2 separate regions of the Mus musculus genome follow, and region 2 is linked to region 1. The links are chromatin contacts, called in public HiChIP or PLAC-seq maps. All regions are on one chromosome and are shown on one strand. The core of a region is the stretch at or near the end of the contact, and the rest is flanking DNA. Distances in the headings are between cores, read along the strand shown. Region 1 holds the start of G3bp1 (GTPase activating protein (SH3 domain) binding protein 1). Region 2 has its middle 51 kb from the start of Fam114a2.

Region 1 (6,135 bases), core at 1,415-3,914:
TGAAACACTTCACATGCATGTATACGATTCTCAAACAACAAAAAAAGATATGTATCTTTACAGATTTTCCCCCCCTTATAAATATATCTTTAGGGCTGGTGAGATGGCTCAGTGGGTAAGAGCACCCGACTGCTCTTCCGAAGGTCAGGAGTTCAAATCCCAGCAACCACATGGTGGCTTACAACCATCCGTAACGAGATCTGACTGGAGTGTCTGAGGACAGCTACAGTGTACTTACATATAATAAATAAATAATAAAAAAAAATCTTTAAAATAGTGTTTTAAAAGCTAGTTTTGGCGGTGCACTGCTTTAATTCCAGCTGAGGCAGAATGGGGAGGGTGTTTATGAGTTCCAGGCTGTGATTATGTTATTACTTAAACAAACAATATGGAGAGAGAGAGAGAGAGAGAGAGAGAGAGAGAGAGAGAGAGAGCCAGCGAGCAAAGCCAGCGGGGAACACTGGTATTGTATTGAAAAGAATTCTTGTGAAAATCTGCCAAAGCTCTCTGAATAAGGTATTACAATTTTTTTCCCCTGCAAAACCCAATACGAATCTCAAATCTCCTGGTTTATTAACAAAAACAAAAAAACAAAACAAAACAAAAAAGCCTTCCAGATGGGTGTGGGGTCTCATCCCTTTAATTCCAGCATTCGGGAGGCAGAGGCAGGGGATCTCAGAGTTAGAGGACATCTGGTTTGCACAGAGAAGTTCCAGGATAGCCAGGGCTGTTTTTAAAAACAAACAAACAAGCCGGGCGTGGTGGTGCACGTCTTTAATCCCTGCACTCGGGAGGCAGAGGCAGGCAGATTTCTGAGTTTGAGGCCAGCCTGGTCTACAAAGTGAGTTCTAGGACATCCAGGGCTATACAGAGAAACCCTGTCTCGAAAAAACAAACAAACAAACCCAACCAACAAAGCCTCTACAGCTCCAAATTAAAGCCCACATTCCTTGGTTGGGCTAGCAATCCTACCAAGCGTTCCTAGAAGGAGGTTCCCACTGGAGGCTCAATGCTAGCTGCCTGTTGATAGGCTCTGACCCAGTGCTGGAGCACTGCACTGTCTCTTGGTTCCTGGCTTCCGGATTCCAGGTTCTGCCTGGCTGCCTTTTCCTTCCAGCCTGGGCTGGGCGAGCCCTTTCCCTTTGCACGTGGGAACTGTGCACGTGTTCCTTTTGGAAACTCGCTGTAACACTTTAACACCTGTATTTTCGGTATTTAAGAGGTTAGGGCAGGAGGATGGCGAGTTCGAGATCAGCCTAGGGTATGGTAAATCCAGCTCAGCATAGGCTACAAGGGGAGACCTTGCCTCGAAAAGCCCTGAAACAAAACAAATTAATGCGAGTTTAGCTTGCTTTCAGGATTTCATGTCACTCAGAATGGCCTTGGACTCGTGTAGCTCAGGATGGCCTGGAATTCTCCCTGCCTCCAGGGAACACAGACTAGTCTAGTTTGTGTTTAGCATTTGGATCACAGCTCTTAATATAAAATGCTCATGGTGGCCAGAAGGCTCACAAAACCCCCCCGAGTTGGGGTCAGCAGCAGACTGAGGTACTACTATTTGGACCCTGGAGCCTTTATGGGGGAACCTTAGGCGTGTCTGCCTAGGAGTTGGGTAAAGTTCCCATTTCAGTTTGAAAAGCATGTGACAATGGCTGGTGGTGACGCATCCTATAACTTTCGCCAGCCAGAGGGTGATCAAAGATGGGATGTTGTCTCTGCAATCACAAGATTGGAAAACCTGAAAACGTCCAGGAGCCACCCGGGCACGCCAGCTTGGAAGCCACCCGGGAACAAGAGCATTCCCAAACGCCAGGGAGGCTGCCTCGCGGTATGCTCTGGGGTGCCGACCAAGCCAGTTTCGCTGTCCTCGGTCGCCACTGCATTCGTGCTGAGTAATGCTAAGGGTCAGCAGCTCCTGCTCTTCCGAAATGCATGCAAAAAAAGTTTTGATGCGAAGAGAAAAAAACCAAACCAAAAAAACAAAACCCGGGAAACTGTTACTTAGATCCCGGGTACCAGAGTCGCCTGGGAAGGCGGGAGACCGGTCCTCGAGGACAGGATTCAACCTAAGAGGAAGAGAAAGGAAAGGGAACGGAAGACGCAGCTAGTCCATCCTCTTAACCGCTCCAGAGGGCACGGCGGCCCTGGGGCTGCCTTTGGAGAGGGCCATCCCTCCCTGTCAATCAGCTCCATTCGGTGTTGCGATTGGCTGGGGGCTTCCTTGCTCCCCGCCCGCGCCTACCTCCTAGTTGCATGGGGTTTACTTCCCCAAAGTACACGGGCCCCACCTTGTGGATCAACCGCTCCTGCCTGGACAGTGGGTTTCCGCCCAGAAAAAGAAATGTAAGCCAATGAGAACGGGTGCATGCAACTATTGGCTTGTCTGAGTGTCGCTCTCAGTGCATCCCGCCCTCATTTTTATAGACCATCTGAGTATTGGCGAGGTTTCGTGTCCATCTGGGCTCTAGCTCCTTCAGTTATAGGCAGATGCGGCAGCCACTCAGGAGCTCGGCCTCTAGACAAAGACGCTGTCCAATCATAGCCAAGGGGCGCGGTGGCGAGGCGGCCATTGGTCCCTGCATGCGACCGGGAGCAGCAGGTTCGGCTGAGCGCGGCTATATAGCGGGCGGCGGGCACGCGTGCCGCGGCATCGCGCGAGGGACGCCGCCACCTCCTCCCACGTAGCAGCCCTGTCCTCCCGCTCAGCCGCGCAGGTACTTGGGCCCGCGGGTGGGGCTGATCGGATGCGGGCCGGGCATGAGCCGAGCTGCGGCCGCGAGCGGGGCGCCCCGGGAGACCGCGCGGCGCGTCCCCACCCCCACCAACGGCCGGCGCGGCCTCCTGCCTGCGCTTTAGGGCCCGCGCGTGGTCCACCGCACCAACGGCGGGCGTCACGCGTCTGGCCGGCCCTGCGTGCTCCACGCGCATTCTCTGGCGCGCGCCGGCTCTTCCGGATGGTATAGCTGGGCCTGGACCCTAAGGAAGCCTTCGGATATGGGGATGGGGGTTGGGGGAGCCCAAGCTGAGAGCGTGATCGCGCCTCCCAGGGTTGCAGAACGGAGGCGCGCGACCCCGGGTTCAAGGGCTCAGTGGTGCAGAGACAGCCACGCCAAGACGTGATCTCTCCAATCCCCCCACTGTTTCCCCCTGCACTATGCCGAGAGTTCCCTTTTTTCCCGCCCTTCCCGGTCACCTGGGTGCAATCAGGTAGGTCCAGTCAACAGGAGAACGAGGTGGAATCAAGGCCCTCTGTAGGGAAAGGACAGGCATCTGTGCAGGCTACGTGGCTGTGGGACACCATCGGCCACTGAGCTCTTGAATCTGAGGTGCAAACCCCAGTATAAGAAGTCCCGTGGTGGCATCTGCGAGCCAGTGGGGGACTCCAGAGAAGAGATTAGGAGTGGGGTTTTGAATGACAAAGGAAGACTTAGCTTTCTTCGCACTTACATAGATAGATAGATGCGCCTCCAAGTTAGCTTCTGGGAAAAATAGAGAAAAATACAGTGAGTGTAATGTAATCGAGTGTGCCTCTCAGCAGGTCCGAAACGCACCTCGAGGTAACGGGAAATTCCCGCCAACAGGAAGTCAAACTCTGACATTAGATCTTGACTCTTCAAGACCCCTTTTTAACTTAGAATGTTTTAGTTGTGAATCAGAACAAACTTAGATTAAAAAAACCTTTGTTTGAGAAGGTCGTAAGTCCAAGGAAACAAAGTGTTTAAATTCTTACAAGAGTTGAAGTTAAAGTTTGAAATTGGATAGGACCGGCCCGGGCTTCAGTGCAGAGGTGGAGCACTTGGCATGGAATACAGGAAGCCCCGGGTTCAGTCACCAGAGCCACAAAAATAAGTCACATCTGAAATTGCTGGGGAGAGGATGGTGTCCAGTGTCCAGTTATTGTGCAGTGGGTCACAGTCACCGATTGGGTTTGTTGGCAAGCACAGCCATTAGGTCTCCTGCCGAACCATCGATGATCAACTGCCTTTTTTAAAAATTCTTACTGTGGAGCCCTTCCTGGCCTGGAATTCAAGAGGATCTCAGAATCTTCTCGGTGCCAAGAGTTAAGGTGCCTCCACTAAGCCCAACCGAGTAATTTATTTTAGTACTTACTTGGTTTGACTTCTACGGGTTGCAAAGCTATTTTCAAGGATCTGTGGTCAGCCTATCTTTCTATGCTGAGGATTGCCTTTAACCCCTGGCTAGAAAGCACGTTAAATGGCAGATGTTTCACATCGAAGACTACAACAGAAGTTTCAGGACTAGTTCTTGAGGGGCACATCCTTGCAAAAAGTTAAAGACCACTGACATTTAACAAAGTGGCAACGAAGAACCAAACGCTGTGGGGATGCATGCTGAATTTAACTGCCTTGCTTCTGAATATAACATTGTTTCCTTGGAACGGGTTCTACTTAACCTGCACGGAGGGGTAGGCGAATGTTAGTAATTCATCACCTTTTAAAATAAGGCAGTGACCTGCTTTCTAACTTGGGAAGTTTGAGTCCAGGTAGTGTTACTGAGGTCAGATATATCAAGGGGAAATGATCGAATTGAAGGGGATGGCTATTAATCTCATCCCCACACATTCAAAAGACTCTTGGCCTCAGGCAGGTGCTTAGTAGGATAGGGATAGATAGAAACTGACTCCTTAGCTCAGTGTCAGAAAGCAGTGAATTGAAGCAGTGACTGACCGCCTTGGCTGCTCCCTTCCGAGCAGGTCAGAGGTTACTGCTGGTGGAGGTGTCTTTTGAGCTAAGGTTCTAACAGGTACTACACTGCGCAGTTTCTTTTTCTTTTCTTTTCTTTTTTCTTTTTTTTTTTTTTTTTGTCTCGAGACAGGGTTTCTCTGTATAGTCCTGGCTGTCCTGGAACTCACTTTGTAGACCAGGCTGGTCTTGAACTCAGAAATCCGCCTGCCTCTGCCTCCCAAGTGCTGGGATTACAGGCGTGCGCCACCACATCTGGCTAGTTTCTTTTCTTTTAATTCACATTCTGGTTTTTAGTTATCAGCTGTCAGTATAGTGCCTGAGCATTAGATTTTTAGAAATGTCTGTTCTTGACCCTGCTTGAAAGCAGGTTGGCTTTTTTTTTTTTTCAAAATTGTCATCTTTTATATACTAGATTTTCCTGTATTTTTTTAAAAAGATTTTATTATTATATCTAAGTTCACTGTAGCTGTCTTCAGACACCCCTGAAGAGGGCATCAGATCTCATGGATGGTTGTGAGCTACCATGTGGTTGCTGGGATTTGAACTCAGGACCTTCAGAAGAGCAGTCAGTGCTCTTAACCACTGAGCCATCTCTCTAGCCCTTCCCTGTATTTCTGTTGTTGGTTTGTTTGTTTTGTTTTTTTGAGACAGGGTTTCTCTGTGTAGCCCTGGTTGTCCTGGAACTCACTCTGTAGACCAGGCTGGCCTCGCACTCAGAAATCCGCCTGCCTCTGCCTCCCAAGTGCTGGGATTAAAGGTGTGTGACACCACGCCCGGCTTCCCTGTATTTCTGAACTCGATGGAAAGCACAAGGCATAGGTTAGCTTTAAGTTTTTTGTTTTGTTTTGTTTTCGGTTTTTCGAGACAGGGTTTCTCTGTATAGCCCTGACTGTCTTGGAACTCACTTTGTAGACCAGGCTGGCCTTGAACTCAGAAATCCGCCTGTCTCTGCCTCCCGAGTGCTGGGATTAAAGGTGTGTACCACCAAACCCAGCTTTTTTGTTTTTGTTTTCGGGCTTTAGGTTTTTTAAATAAGGTTTACACTTGCATATGGTTTTTCTTTTTTTTCCCCACTTGGAGATAGGTCTTTCTGTGTAGCCCTGGTTGTCCTGGAACTCACTCTGTAGACCAGGCTAGCCTTGAACTCAGAAATCCTCCCATCTCTGCCTCCCAAGTGCTGGGATTAAAGGCGTGCACCACCACTGCCCGGCTAGCATATGGTTTTTTAATGAATTAGTCCAAGGTAACAGGTTTAATAGAAAACTGAATTTGTAACCCAAACCAAGTTTAAGTTCTAGTGCTGAAGTAGAGTTGTGTGCTGTAGAGTTTATATTACATTGCTGACCTAGAGAGGGGTAATTGTCAAGTAGGCAGATCAAGCTAGGTGTGGCGGTGCACTTTTTTTAACTCCAGGACTCCGAGGCAGAGA
Region 2 (5,654 bases), core at 2,127-4,626, 2.0 Mb after region 1:
GCAATTCTACATGTACATAATTCTATACATGAGATGAAACATTTGCCTTTCTGAGTCTGGGATACTCAACATTAGAAAATGGCCAGTATAGGCAGTGGGCGGTGCCCAGTGACTTCCCCACCTCTCAGGAGCCACATCAGCCTCGGGGCATAGAAGCCTGGGAAGAATGTCATGCCCTGTGTATCCTTAACAACTCATCCCTCAGACTCACAATCCCAGAAGCCCGGCTGGGAACTCTTTCTAGTGAGTCCTAAAAGCTCTTTGCCGCCTACGGTGGTATCCACCTTGAACAATCGTTACTCAGAGTTCTAAGACCTAGGAAATCTTTTCCTGCCTCAGGGCCATTGCACATGCTGTGCTGAAACACTGTTCCTAGGACAGGCCTTTGGGGCTCAGCCTTGAGTTACCTGCTCTATGCCACAAAGACCACATGACTCCCTAGGCTCAAAGCAGACAGTTATTGGCACTAGCTTCTGGGATGTTATGATGATTGGGAGCTGAAGGGTACTGGAGCAGACCAGGTGACACCTGGTGATCCAGGTCATCCACTGTGCAGCCCTAACTGGGAGACCAGCAACAAAACTAAAGATTTTCCCAGAGAAAACTAATAGAGAACAGCTCTCCCTGGGAGCTCCGTGTGCCAGTGCAGACTCCAGTATCCGCACTGACTTCAGATCACTGACTCAAAAAGCCCAGTCCCAGGTCAAGCCCCGCCTCCTCTGCCCGGGCTTGCCTCTCCCCATTCCACCAGTGGTGGCGCCTCTAACTGAACAGGAGAGTCAGCACTCTTCTGAGAGCAAGGCCATAAATGCCTGTAGATTCCTGTGAGTGCCTGTTACCAGTCACCAAGGAAACGATCGGCCCCCCACCACCACCACCACCCTCCTATTGGTGAGCCGTTCCCACCACATCCTATCCTCCCACCCACAATCTAGGCGCCGGCACGTGGGCCTTTGGTTTACTTGTTGCGGGCTGAGGGACGAGGCAGGGATGGGAACTTCCCCTAGCTGGCTGGGCAGCATCTGACCATCTCCCTGGTTGGCCTAAGGGACACAAGTAGAGTGTACGGCCCTCCGTTGGCTCTACCCGATTTCAGTAGAGATCATTCAACCTTTGTCTGGGTTTTCACCACAGTCCTATGAAAACCATTGGCAAGGAAAGTCAACAGCCTTTCCCTCCCTTGGGAACCCCTCCCAACTCTCTTACCGTCCCCTAATGTCTCACTTTCCATGATAATTGTTAATACAGCCTGCTTCCACTTTGCACACAATCACAGAGTTTTCAGTGAGCTCAAAATCACTGTCCCAGCCTGGACTCTGATGACGGTGACTGCCCAGTGTCTTAGGTCTTTGGATCACATGTCACTAGGACGTGAGGAGTGACCCCAGAACTACCTTCCCAGCCTTCTAGCCATCTTCAAATTATAGTGATTAATGGGTCTAAACAAGTTAATTCTATGAGATATAAATCATCCCTCCATAAAGTTACAGTCATGTAAAAACTGCTCGCACATAGTAGGTCCTCAAAAGACAGAGGTGGCTATTGCAATCTCTCACAGAATTATTGACAGGTTCATGATGTGGTAACCCAGATAAATTAAAATTTTTTTATTCTACAAATATAAAAAAAATCGTGTAAGACCAAATAAAATTAATCCCCTGGAAATGCCACTTCATAACCCTGTTGAGAAATATGTATTTCTTGTACAATAAAAAGAGAATGAGAAAAATTCAATTCCATTAAAATATCACTGTAGAAAAAGATTCTATTGTTATGGAGGTGGTTTTAATTTTCTTCCTTTCACATATTCTCAATTTTGTAGCAATGAATACACGCTGCTTGGATAACACGGTGGAGGGCTGTTTTCATAAACGACTTACTTTGCTCTCAACCTTGGGCTCCACACTATGCAGAAGAGCTTGTTCCCTGGGCTCTCTCCACATGGAATGGGGCATGATAGATAACAGACCAGCCTGGACCGACGAAGAACAAGCGGAGAGCAAACGTGTTGCCCAGCAGGGTTAGAGGACCCAAGGAGGCAGAGCCTGCTGGTAGTGCCCCGCAGCAGCCAAATCTAGTGCCAGGCCTGGTGAGACAAAGTAGCTCAGACATGCATGTCACAAGTACAAACCGAACCCATCTGTGCCAGTCCCTCCTAGGGATAAGGTCAGAGGATGGAAATTGTTTTCAAAGGCATGGACCCCAAAAGTAAACTATCCTAATTTATGTCTTTGGACAGAAGTCACGAACATTCTTCTTGGTCCTGTTCTGTCTTCTGGAGGCCTGGAATGCCAGAGGGTAGCCATCTTGGTCCTGTTATCTCTTTCTTCTCTTTCTATGATGGATAATTGACCACCCCAAGCAGAGAACAGACACCCGATTACCTTGACGTGACCGGCTCATCCTCCTCTTCATGGCTTAACCCAGTCTCTGCCATAAATCCTATTAAACATTTAAAAACAAAAACAAAAAAAGCAACAGCACTGGACTATCAGCTGGATGGTGTCCCATGTGCGGGTCTCCTACCGTCAAGTAACTCCATCTCCTTTCTTAAGTTCCTACCCATGAATCCGTAATAAGACTCTTTCTAAACTCAGCATTTCTCCATGAATTTCGTTCTTCGAATTTGAGAGACAGGAACCCTGAGGCCATCGACCAAGTGGCGGTTTTGTGTAACTGAGCACCTAGTATCCCATCTACTGGGTTTAACCCCCCCCCGCCCCCCGCCGCCGCTGCCCCCAGAGAAAGGAAGGCTTCGTGTTACTTAAAGGCACCCCACTTCTCCCTTATCACGAGGAGTCACCATGCGTTGTGACAGAGTTCCATCATGAAGAAGGAAGTCTCTGGTCCCAGCAGAACGCCAGGCTGGGCAAGATTTGCACAGCCATATCTGAGCTGAACACAACACTTAAGAGTCAGTCATTCTGTGGGGAACCAGTACCTGGGGGGTGTAGGAAGGAGGCGGGGACTTCCTATCACAGACCCTGGTGATAACAAGTTATACAAGGTCCAGAGTTACAAGCCCTGGTCCCCTTCCGGCTCTGCCTCGACTTCCTCAGAATGAATCCCTCCCATCTATGGATTCCAGCGCCACAACTGCTAGGCTCCTACCAGGCTCTGCCTCTTCCCCTGCTCCTTGGCATTCCCCTGTTCCATGACCTCTCGAGCCTCTGGAAGCCCCAAGGTTCCTCTTCTGAGCAGATAGGCAAGAGGACCGCACCTAACTCAGAAAAGCATTGTGCTTAGAAACTCTAGCTGCAGGCTGCATCTGAATCTATCGTAAATGGCTCTAAGGATCCGAAGTTATGAGGCATTACAGCCAGGAGAGAAAGGAAATGAGCAGCCCCAGCTCAGCAGGCACATTGAAGGCTCCGGAGAGGAGAGCGGACCCCTGTGCAGACAAAAGATACTAGGAGCAGCTCTAGCTAGCCGTCTAGGCCATATCCTTGGGGCAGCACTGCCACCTGCTGGCCAGAAAGGAGCTTTGCAAGAAGGTGCCTTCCCAGCTGGCCCGGATAAAAAAATAAACCTTTAATCCCAGAAGACTGGACACAGACCGGAGCCCCAGAGATGGGGGTGTGATCAACGGAAAGGCTTAGGGATGTACTGGGATTCTAGAGGTATGAAACCCTGGTTCATGTCCCTACTTTTAAACATATCAGTTGCACACTGCTTAGCTTCCCAGGCCACCATTTTCTGGTCCAGGAAACTTCTATTCTAGTTTTGTTTCTGTTGTAATAAAACATTCAATAAAAAGCACCTTAGGGACAAAAAAAAATTCATTTGGCTTAAGATTCCAGGTTAAATTATTGTGAGGAAGTTAAGACAGGAACTTTAAGCACTACGCCCACAGTTGAGAGCGGGAGAGAATAAACACACAGATCCTTGCTTGATTGCTCTGCTTAGGGAATGGTGCCGCCCACAACAGACTGTGTCTTCCTATATCAGATGATCTAGGCAGTCCCCAGAGACGTGCCCACAGGTCAACATCTAGATAAGAGTCATTAAAACTCTCTTCCCAGGTGACTCCACTTTGTGTCAAGTTACCAGTTAAAAACTAACCAGCATGATCTGTCCTTTGTCAACTTGACCCACAAGCATGTCACTTTAAGCCATAACTTTCCATCCCTTGTCCCCAAAGTAACATGTTAAAATCATAATATAAAATACAATTCAATTCCAAAAAATCCCCCACCCCCAAGTCTTTAAAACTTCCATTGCTACAAAAGTCTATTTAAATCTCCAAAGTCTTGGTTGTGGGCTCATATAAAATAAAAGACAAGGGGCTGGAGAAATGTTAGGAGCATGTCAAAGATTGAGAGTGTTTGAGGATCCTAGTTCGGATCCCAGCACCCACATCAGGGCTCTCACAATTCCCTGTAACACCATGGACACAGAATCTGGCGCCCTCTTCTGATTTTTGCAGGTATTGCACTCAATATGCATATATCACCTATAGATATAAGTGCATTTATACAATTAAAAACAAGGCCTTTTAAAAAAAAAAAACAAATAATACTGCCTCGTTTGGGAGTAAGAATGAACATTAAATCCATGACTAAATTGTGAGATCCATGAAAGTGTCTCTCCCGTCACACCCACTGATCTTCAAGGTGAACCTCAGTATGGAGTCCCCACGCTGACTACATCATCACTCCTGGGTGCTTGTCACAGAAGCAGGTGCTTAGGCCCTTCTGAGTATGTCACTGGCATCTGCACTGTGACAAAGACCTCATTCCCACGTGATTTCTCGTGCCCATCAGGGTTCACGAGTTCCCACAACAGGACCAGGGCACCAGGCAGAGGTTCTTGGCGTCTCTCTAAGTCTCCTTTTTCCTGTACAGGCAAGGGGCTAAGAGTCCTGTCTGGTAAGCCGGGTGACATCATGCTAATGAGAAATAATGCCGATTTGACACGAGAGGCTGCTGACCAGGTGAGTAACGTACCTGCTCCTCACATGCTCCTTGAGAAAAAGAGGCTTAGGAGACATGAAGTCAACGGAGTCTCGTGGTGTGAGGGGGGGTGGGCAAAGAGGTAGAGTGGGGAGTTTTCTCAGACTACTTCTAGAGGGTCCAGGGCACAGGGAACACTGAAACTGTACCCCCTAATGGCATCATAAGTTCCCTGGGGCGTGCTGTCTTCTCACAGAAGTACCTCTACCTCCTCTGGATCCCCGAGCACTGGAACAGATCCAACCGGTTCTCATACCTTCATTGATCCCTACCCCCACCCCACCCCCTGCCACACCAGTTCTCGTCCCTTCTCTTGAACACTTGTGAACATTCTCCAGCTCTGGGAAGATCAGCTTGTCTCTCAGCTTCTTCAGGGAGCTCCCCCCGCCCCCCACAATGCCCCTGCGTTAGTTACTGTTGTATGAATTCAGACAGTGTTTGCTCAAAGAAAGTTCCATACCAGAGTATAGACTTCGACGCCTGGTCACAGTGCCCAGCAGTTAAGACCCCAAGAAGCTGTTAGCTCACATCCCAACCTAGCTGTGGTTGGGCTACTGTTACTGTAAACATGACTGTATTTAGAAATGCCTTGGGCACTGGTGACAGACACCTTTGAACGTCTCTGCCAGGAAGTTTTCAGAGAGCAGGGAGTTTTCAGAGAGGTTTAACTGCAAGGCAGGGGAGACCTGCCCTGGAAGTCAG

Evidence for each region. HiChIP or PLAC-seq counts read pairs in DNA pulled down with a chosen protein or histone mark.
Region 2: an H3K4me3 HiChIP or PLAC-seq map of forebrain shows a contact between it and region 1, with 14 times the contacts expected there. The contact joins the enhancer-like site here to the promoter of G3bp1 in region 1. A contact is called at or near these places in 1 of 39 promoter capture datasets (embryonic stem cells) and 6 of 115 datasets of contacts at active chromatin or transcription factors (astrocytes, embryonic hindbrain, embryonic midbrain and 3 more).

What each region holds. Positions count from the first base shown.
Region 1 is chr11:55,467,088-55,473,222 of GRCm38.p6, forward strand. It overlaps G3bp1 (GTPase activating protein (SH3 domain) binding protein 1), which reads left to right and starts at 2,665. Exons shown (of 12, transcript NM_013716.2): 1 at 2,665-2,714.
Region 2 is chr11:57,464,500-57,470,153 of GRCm38.p6, forward strand. No RefSeq gene overlaps it. Among named protein-coding and RNA genes, the nearest start is that of Fam114a2, 51 kb to the right of the region's middle. Within about 2 kb of position 3,377, at least 29 of the 459 cell types and tissues checked have an H3K27ac peak or open chromatin away from gene starts, as enhancers often do. A contact at or near this core is called in forebrain, where this site is marked.